Regions from separate parts of the Mus musculus genome. Here region 2 is linked to region 1. The links are chromatin contacts, called in public promoter capture Hi-C maps. All regions are on one chromosome and are shown on one strand. The core of a region is the stretch at or near the end of the contact, and the rest is flanking DNA. Distances in the headings are between cores, read along the strand shown.

Region 1 (4,955 bases), core at 717-3,216:
CATCCACATAGTGGCTCACAACCATCCGTCTCCAGTTCCAGGGAATATGATGCCCTCTTCTGGCCTCAATGGGCACAAGGCACACACACAGTACACACACATAAACACATGCAAAATGTTCCTACGCATAAAGTTAAATATAAATTAATTAACCAGGTAAAATGGCAACGTCAGGACGGCTGTCAATCATCAGCATCCTTATGGGTCTTGAACCACCTGTCCCACACATAAGCTGCCTGGAAAGCCCTTTTATTTTCAACAACAACAAAAAGGAACCACCTTAGTGAAGGTTTTATTTTGGCAGTAAACCAGCATTGGAACAAATAAAAATACACACCTACATTCAGACAGTACACATGTTACACACAGTACACATATATAAACACATATCTCATGTTATAAAGATGAGGTATGAACACATATCTCATCTGCAGTAAATTTTGAGGCACACACCACTACACTTCACAATACAGGAGCACACAAACTGATTCCATCACACATAAGCTCTCAGGAATCAGACTGAGACCAATTCCTCAGTGTCACTAGTGCTGTGTACAGGCCAGAATTTTTAGGAGGCCCCAGGGGCATTCTGGCAGTGTCACTCAGCTGCAGACCCATGAGCTGATGATAAAAGCCAAGCATTCCCCTGTGCTTAACAAAGACCCTGAAGAGAAAGAAAGAAAGAAAGAAAGAAAGAAAGAAAGAAAGAAAGAAAGAAAGAAAGAAAGAAAGAAAGAAAGAAAGAAAGAAAGAAAGAAAGAAAGAGGGAGAGAGAGAGAAAGAGAGAGAAAGAGAAAGGAAGGAAGAAAGGAAGAAAGAAAGAGAGAAAAGCAGGGTGAACGGAGGGTGACCACACATGAAAGTCTTTAAGATATCCTTCAGAACAAAGTAGGGGCTCAACGGGTGCAAACTGCTGAGAAGTCAGCATGGTTAGGGGCATAATTTAATGGCCCAGCACCTGTCTAGCATAAGGAAGGTGGGAGAGCAGGTATAGGAAGGAAAGGAGAAAACAAAAAGAAACACACACAATAGTTAAAGGGGGGGGGATGCATAAACATATGAGCAATGGGTGTGTAAATGAGAGAGAATGGGAGGGTTAAGTACTCAGGTGAGAGTGGATCTGGGAGCATAAATAAGGAGTAAGCAGGAGGGGGCAGAATGGGGATTAGAAAGGACTCCTTTAAAGTGTATACTGGTGAGTAGAGAGGGATGGAAATGAATGAAAGTGGTCGAGAAGCTGCTGTCTTGGAACCTGCCACCGGTCTTGTTCACCCGAGCCCTGCATGACCACCTGAGCCCAGCCCCACTCACATATTGACTGTCCTCTATCTCCTGCAGAGCCTTGATTTCTCTGAGGGCCTGGTTAGGAATACCATCCTCCAGCCGCCGCAAGGCCACCTTCTTGAGGGCAACGATCTCGCCAGTCTGTGCAGGAAAGAGTGCCGACACTGCCAGAGACCTTTGGCAAGGTAGGGGCAGGGAGAGAACACCCCAGGAGCGAGACACCCCACAGAGACCCGCCCCTAAGTCGGGAAGATCTGAACCGACCGCCAGGGGTCGCGCTCCCGCAGTCCGGCCGCTGGAAGCGGGATCGCCACAGATGGGACCCCGCCAAGTATCCTAAAGAGACCTCTGAGGCGCGCCCGCGCGCGCTAGCAGATCTCTACACGGAAAGACTGCAGAGGGAGCGCAGTGGGCATCCCTCGGACTGCACGTGCGGCATGGTCTCACCTCTACGTGCTTGGCTTTGAAGACGATGCCGTGGGCGCCCTCCCCGATGCGACCGAGGATGCAATACTGGTCCATGTCGGCCCGCGGTGCCCAGATCCTACTCTACAGGGATCCAGCATAGGCTCCTGCAAGCGTTGCCTAGCAATAACGCGTCTAGCAGCTGCTCCGTAAAGCACGTGACCGGAAAGACCAGTGCTGAGCTCAGTCAGGAATCTGCATCCCCTCTAGGCAGCACCTTTCCGCAGCCTTCGGCAGTCACTCTATCGTAATCTAACGCTCCAGGACGTGGCCATAGCACCACGTGACAAGAAACGCTGGTGCGTGGGGCTGAGAGGGGCAGGGCTACGCATGTAAAGGGTGTGTTCATTCGCCCAGAGGCGGAGCCTCTGGTAGGGAGGTGGATCTGGTGGAAGACTTCCAGAAACCAGCAAGAGTATCAGGTGGCAGGCACTCACTCAGCCGCTCTCTACATTTAGGCCTCTTTGTAACTGACGCAAATCATTGTTGCAGACAAGCACAGAGCTGAGTCGTGGAGTGTCTTAGTTAGGATTTTACTGCTGTGAACAGACACCATGACCAAAGTAACTCTTATAAGGACAGCATTTAATTGGGACTGGCTTACATGTTCAAAAATTCATCCTTTGTTATCAAAGGAGGGAGCATGGAGCATCCAGGCAGGTATGTTGCAGGAGGAGCATATTCAACTGCAGGCTGCTCGGAGAAGACTCGCTTCCAGACAGCAAGAGTATTAAAACCCACTTCCACAGTGATACACCTACTCTAATAAGACCACACCTGCTAATAGTGCCACTTCCTAGCCCAAGCATATACAAACCATCACATGGAGAATCACTTGGGTCTTTGGTCCCCAAAGGGCATCATGAATCCAAGTACCTTTTTTAAAAAGCTTACTAGCACTGACGATAAAGCTCCTTTGGTGAGGTGCTTGCCTAGAGTGAACAAAAGCCTTTGGTTCGACTCCCTGTACCACCTATGTTGGTTGCTCTAAATCACATCTGCCGTCCCAGTACTTGACAGGGTCTTATTAATCTACACAGTGCGATGCATCCTGCTTAATAAGAGACCTTATCTCAAAATAGAGAGAGGTGTCCACAAGTATATGAGATGACGACCAGCACCCCTACTAATTAGGAAAAATGAAATCAAACCACAATAAGATATCTTACACCCTTTAGGATGATTACTATCAGGAACGTAGATGATAAACCTGATACAGTTGTTCTGACTATAACTCTTGTATCCAGCAGGCCAAGACGAAGAGAATCTCAAGTACGAAGCCAGTATGGACAAGGTTACCTGCTAACATGGTAAAGCTGTGGAGAAATCAAGACAGAAGAGAGGGGAGAAGAACCTACACTAACGTGGGAAGGCAAGGATGCCAAGAAATTACCACTTTTGTGTGCGTTTGTTAAAAAGTGTTTCAGGGGTGGTTGCTCACTCCCTACAATCCCAATACTAGAGAGACTAGGAGTTGCAGGAGGATTGCCTCAGGTTCCAGGCCAGCCTGAGCTACAGTGTGAGACTTTCTCAAACCCAAAAGAAACGAAACTTTTAAATAGAATATGAAACTAGCCAGGCTCTATGGACTGGCTGTGGGACCCTCTTCTCAGGGAATGAGATAAGTGAAAGTTTTTGCCATACCTGTGGCACACACTACGCCTAGGTTTAAATCAGAAAAAGGAAATCCAAGTGTGGACTAGGGGGTAGAGGGAGCGTGAGGGGGCAGAAGCCCAGGAATTTGAGCTTATCCTTGATTGTATGCTGAGTGTAGCTTTCATTGGCTAATTACCTCTGAATTAAGGAGATTGTAGCATTGATATCCAAAACTAATACACTGGGGTTTTGTTTGTTTGTTTGTTTATTGTTTGAGACAGGGGCCACACAGTATTACTCTAGCTGACCTGAAACTCACTCTGTAAACCAGGCTGGCCTCAAACTCACAGATGTCCACCTGCCTTTGACTCCCAAGTCCTGGGATTAGACAAGACTATTCTCTTTGAAAAGTTTGTCTCACCCAATATTGTGAGTTCCAGACCTTTGCTGAAGCCTTTCCGCTTTCCAAAGGGACATTGGCCCACTTGCCTTGCCCTTCTTCTCAATTCCCTCTGCCTTGCTAAAAAAAAAAAAAAAGTTAAATTACATTCCTAAAGCAAGCCACCAAGGTCTGGTTCCTTCTTGGCCAATTCTTCCTCCTGAGGCTGCTACCAGTGTCCAGCTATCAAAGTATTAAAGTCGGGAATTAAAAGCCCCCTTTGGCTCACCTAATTAACATGTCCAATTAAAATTAAACACCCCATCCTAATATGGGTTTTTCCCTTTACCTTTATAAACCACCATTTGCCTATGGGCCATGTCTGTCTTTTCTCTATCCAAAAGCAGTCCTTTGTCATCCTGGGACAAATATACTTGCCTCCTCTCCCCCTCTTCTCCTTCGTCCTCTATCTCCTGTCTTTGTCTCTTATCCCCTGCCCTCTGGGGTAAATAAATCTTCGTGTTAAGAATTTGGGGTCCTGAGGCAATAACTTCCCTTTCACTGTCAACGGATGTCAGTATCGTGAGCTGAATATGTATAAAGTTCTAAAAGAGTTTTTAAAGGGAAAGAAAAACTTCTTATACTTAAAAACAGAAAGCATCATCAGCCCCCTTCCAGGTAGTGCAGCCTGTGATTTCAGCACTTTGGGATGCTGAAAGGCAGAAAGATCATGAGTTCAAAACCAGCCTGTACTACAGAGTTCAATGTCTCAGTAGCTGAGAGAATTCTAAGAAAGAAGGGAAATCAGTTTTCTCCAGGGAGAAGTCCCCTAATAGGCTATCCAGTCCAATTGGTCACTCCTATACATATAAGCAAAACTAAATGAGTTTGTGTGTGTGTGTGCGTGTGCGCACGCTCATGTACATATGTGTATATGTGTAACAATAATAATTAAAGAAGAGGTCATGAATTTAAGAGGGAGTAAGAGGAGACAGAAGAAATTGGAGATGAAATGATGTAAATACAGTACTCATTGTATGAAACTGTCAAAAAAACAAACAAAAAATACATTTAATTAAAAGAAGAAAAAAAAAAGTACTGTCCTGACTGGCAGTAGAGATCAGAGAAAGGCAAGGTGTTCTGCTGACACCTAGTGTCTGAAGCATGGAAGGCCTAAGCAGACAGAACTCAGAACAGCGTTTATCACCTGCCTGTTCCTTAGTCATTCTGC
Region 2 (4,955 bases), core at 805-3,304, 770 kb before region 1:
TGAGAACACTGATCTAGCTCCTTAACTCAGGATTCAGCATTCTAGAATCACCTGGCATCTGTAACCATCACTGAGGACCTATTCCCACCTGCAGCTGTCTCCTGAAATCAGTCAAGTGTTCTGAGTACCATTAGTGACTGTGACTGTGACTCCTCCCATCATGCACCACAAAAGAAAAATGATGGTCTTCTCAGTAGACTCAAAGGAGGGAAATACAAAAGATGTAATCTCTCTCTGTATTCCCAGGACTTTATAAAATAGAAAAAACCAGAAAACAATAAAGCAGTCCAAAACTGAAGCAGCAAAAAACCCATGATGAAAGAAAAGATCATTGAAGATGATACCTTTGATTTTTTAAGTGTGTGTGTGTGTGCATGCTCGCACGCATGCATGCATGCATGCATGTCTCCATGTCTATGAGTGGAGGTCAGAGGAAAACTCAGGAGAGTCAGTTCTCTCCTTTTACAAAGAGAGTCCCCAGGGTCAAACTCTGGTTCTTGGGTTCAGAAGCAGCAGCTTTTTTTTTTTTTTTGGTGGGAGTGGGGGTTGGCTGAAGGTGCGGCACTAAAAGGAAAACACTAGAGCACATTGGACAGTGGACAGGGTGGAGCTCTAGTTTAGTGAGGGAGCAGTTGTGTGACATGCTTAGGGACCCTGGTTGAGTTCCACAGCCAGCCAGCCATGATTCCCCCCCCCCAAAAAAAGGATACAAGGCCAGTTTGATCAATACAAAGTCAATATATAAACTTGACCATCTTCCCAATATATATATATATATTTTTTTTTACAGTGTATTTACATTGATCATGTATGTCCATTTGAAGCTGTCCAGTTGATGTGTGAGACTAAGATAGAACAGATCCTTATTAGATCCCTGTACATTTTTTCATATATTCACCTACAGAAGTTTAATCAATACATTAGGCATAGCAAATTATTAATAACTTATAACTTAAAATATGATTAATAACATAATAAAGCAGAGTAACATTAATTATACACAGTAACAGTTATTTAATAATATCGAGTTCTTTATTTTTGGTATTTACCACTTAACTTTTAAGACATTTATTGCATTTATTTATCCATCTATAAATTGTGTGTATGTGAGTGAATGAATCAGAGGACAACTTCCAGGAGTAAGTTTCTCCTTCCACCATGAACTCAGGTCTTCAAGGCTTGATGTCAAGTACAATCAGCTGAGTCTTCTCACTGCTGGCACCTCCCCCACTTAATATTTTCAAGCAGCAGTTGACTTTGGGCAGCCTAAGCCTGGGAAGGGAATAGACTTGGTAATTATAGTTAGAACTTGAAATTTAGCCGCAGGTGTCGTACACACCTGTAGTCCTGGCACTCAAGAGGCAGATACAAGACAAGCCCGAGTTCAGTGTCAGCCTGGACTTCATGGGGGTTAGGGGACAAAGACAGAGAGACTGCCTACCCTTATTTATACACTCTTTTAAAATGTGAGATAGTTATGGCACACATACAAGAATAACCACAGGCAAAGAGAATGAAGGGATGCATCCGTGCAATCGGAAGCCTTGGAGATCCCCTTATCTGGAGTTTATCAGGAAGCCTATATCCAGATTCACTGCAACATCAGCGATGTGTAGAATACCAGGACTTGAGGGCTGAGACACACACACCAACCTCTAACATCAATCATATCCTTCCTATCTTTCACCAACCCCCCCGCCCCCCCCCCCGCCGCCCGCTGCTCGACCAATGAGAGGGAACGACACATTGGCCAATCACATAGCACCATAGACTTTTTCTACCCCCGTTCCAGTTGCCATATATTAAGGTATGACCTGGAAGACCTAGGGCAGTGAGTCAGCAAATCTTGTCTGTCTTCTGCTTCTTTTCTCTTGTATACATTTATTTGCTTTGTTATTTGAGTAGGGGGTGTGTGCCCTTCATTTGTCTTCCCTTTTTTCGACCCACCAGAACCAGTTTGTATCCTCTGCCGTGGTTATTTGGATTTACTTTAGCTGGGTAGCCAAGACTTATAGCAGTAATTTAACTATTTTACTTCTTAATTTTTTTAAAGGAAAAAAAATCACTACTTGTCCAAATCATCCAACACTTGCTCCAGCTGGATCCATAGACAATCCTTCCGACTGTATCTGGCTTTTCCCGACTTTGAAGTAAGTAGACTGACCACAAGAGATTGTTAGCTGGGCTGCAGACTTCAGAGGAGCAGATACTCCTGAGGCCTCCCAGATACAAAGAATAAATAATGTGTATGCATCGTGAGGGTTGGATATCTGAAACTGTAAAGGGTAGAGATATATTTATATATTTATGTTTATATTCGTGGGTGTGAGGCTGATAAACAACACAGAGAAGCAGGCAGGTATGGACCTAGTATTTGAGTCTAAGCTCTTCACCTGAGTTCTCCCTTTAAAGACTCATATTATTTTTCCCCTTAGCTATTAGGTAAATGCATGGGCAAGGTTGCTTGGATAATAATAAAAACTGTCTTTACAGTTGGCTGGAGTGTTGAGTTGTAGACCCTGAGTGAAACAAATATATCAAAGTCCTGAACTCTAATACCTCCAAAGGTGGAAAAAAGAGACTGTCGATTTAATTAATCTTTCTAAGGGTAACCATGTGGAGACTGGAACACCAGGAAACTGTAATGTGATAATCAAGGCAGATACTGGAGTTGAGTAGTTAAATATTTGTTACCACTTCCAACATGTGCCTCAAACACTTGGGGTTCTGACACAAATGTGTGTGTTCATGCATAGTCTGAATCCTCTGCTCCTGTAAGAGGTGTGGGTGTGGTATGTGTAAAATAAGTTCTGGAGGGACAAAATTAATTTGTTTTGATCCAACTTACTGATGAAGATGTTGGAACCTGAAGTCTTGGGGAGGAATTTGTTTCACCTGGTAAAGTTAGCCTTCAACATTTCCCTTTGTGGTTGAAGGTTTAGCTTAGTGGTAGGCAGACTTGGCTAACCTACTTAAGGTCCTGAGTTTGGTGCCCAATGCTGAAATAAAAAAACCTTTTAAATAAGAAAAAATGGAAGGTGAAGAATGTCTTTTTCCAATAACCTGCATATATAAACAAAATCATCAATTTTATGGGTTGAGAGTTGTGACTGTCCCTGCTTTTAAAACCAGTAGGATATGTGGTGAGGTTTCTGGATGCTTGCTGATGCTTCTTTTTTTTTTTTTAAGATTTATTTATTATTATATATAAGTACACTTTAGCTATCTTCAGACACACCAGAGGAGGGAGTCAGGTCTTGTTACGGATGGTTGTGAGCCACCATGTGGTTGCTGGGATTTGAACTCTGGACCTTCGGAAGAGCAGTCGGGTGCTCTTACCTGCTGAGCCATCTCACCAGCCCCGCTGATGCTTCTTATTCATTGGTTATTCTCCTTTTGGTTTTCTTTCCATCTTTTTTTCCTCTTTTTTCTTTATGTAGCACTGGCTTGATTTAAACTCAGAGATACACCTGCTTCTGCCCTCCTGAGTGCTGAAATTAAAGGCATATGCACCACCTGGTGACATTTGTTTTTGTTTTGTTTTTTTTTGTTTTGTTTTTGTTTTTCTGGCTTTTTGAGACAAGAATTCTCTGTGTAGCCCTGGCTGTCTTGGATCTTACTCTGTAGACCAGGCTGACCTCAAACTCAGAGAATCTCCTCCTCTTGCCTCTGACTCCAGAGTACTTGGATCAAAGTTGTGTGTCACCACTGCCTGCCTTATTTTACTTTTTAAAAATTACACCTGTTGGGGTTCTCAAAGAATCTCCCTGACTTTGAGTCTCAGTCAGCCCCCCTCTCTCCCTCTCTCTCTCCTCTCCTTTCTCATTCTCCCTCACTTATTCTATTTCACATATTATTATTTTGTTCTGATTTTGGTTTCCATCTTTGTTGTTTTTTCCCTTAGTGTATATAAATTCATTATGAGATTTCAAGCTAAGTGTAGTCGAGTTAATATACATGCACAGCTTATAATAACCCATTTGAACTCTGGCAACTACTAGGAGTGTGCCCTCCTCATTAAAGAATTGTTCTCAGCAGCTATCAAGTGCCATTAGTTCCTCAGTTAGGAGAGGGGCCTTATCACCACCTTTTCCATCCATGCTAGACCGTTGATTATGTCCCAGACACAGCTTTTTACAGTTCTCCTTCCTGTATTTAAATTCTTCACCAAATTCCCCCATCAGATTATTTCAGAAAGCAAAGCCTTAGCTTCATTCATAAGGAAGACTGCCCATAACATTGCAACTCTGCAAACTGCCAGCCACCTGTTAGAGGAAAGGGGAGCCTAGGGTCTCCTGTTTTCAGTCCTTGATTCTTTGATCTCTGAGTTCAGAGCACACTGAAAATGGATCACAATTTATTTCTTACAATGACCATGAGAAAAGAGGGGCTATTCAGGTATGTGGCCTGAGCAGAAGTCTCGTCTGGGTTCTAACAGTTTCACTCTTCCTACAGTGTCTGATCCAGTTGTGTTGTCACTAATGATAGAAACACAGCCTCACACCACACTGGCAGCTGCATGGAGAATTCTTTTCAGACTCACCTCTCTCCCTCCCCAACCCAAGACAAAACCAGGATATTTGTGTGGCTTCAACAAAGTAATAAATTTCAGAACAAGCCAGATGTGAAGCCAAGTTGGATTTGTACCTTTCTCCCTTCTCCTTTCCTCCCTTCTCCTTTATTCACATGCATGTGATTTCTCAATTTATGTTGAAGTTGTATCTCAGTAAAGTAGGCATTGTATACTTGTAATTTTTAGTAGATTCATTGTATTTGTCTATTGTATGTACATAAGGATTAACACATGCCTACAAGTGTCTCTGGCACTAGAGCCTTGCTCATAATAGTCAGTATTCACTTGCATGTGAATTCCTATGTCCAACCAACAGTAGGTTTTATATTACTTCATTCATTCATTTGCATTTGATGCTAGAACAGAACTAGAGCTGCCTGCT

The links. Promoter capture Hi-C pulls out the DNA fragments that hold promoters and counts their contacts.
Region 2: a contact with region 1 is called in a promoter capture Hi-C map of second pharyngeal arch cranial neural crest. The contact joins the promoter of Nlrp4f here to the promoter of 1700015C15Rik in region 1. A contact is called at or near these places in 9 of 39 promoter capture datasets (the HPC-7 cell line, the SN4741 cell line, cranial neural crest and 6 more), 2 of 115 datasets of contacts at active chromatin or transcription factors (both in embryonic stem cells) and 1 of 9 other capture datasets (adipose tissue).

The regions. Positions count from the first base shown.
Region 1 is chr13:64,429,447-64,434,401 of GRCm38.p6, reverse strand. 1700015C15Rik (a long non-coding RNA gene) reads left to right here and starts at 1,966. Exons shown (of 3, transcript XR_873594.1): 1 at 1,966-2,048; 2 at 2,997-3,151. It overlaps Cdk20 (cyclin-dependent kinase 20), which reads right to left and starts at 1,849. Exons shown (of 8, transcript NM_053180.2): 1 at 1,732-1,849; 2 at 1,312-1,425. The coding sequence starts at 1,806.
Region 2 is chr13:65,202,815-65,207,769 of GRCm38.p6, reverse strand. Nlrp4f (NLR family, pyrin domain containing 4F) reads left to right here and starts at 2,054. Exons shown (of 10, transcript NM_175290.4): 1 at 2,054-2,150.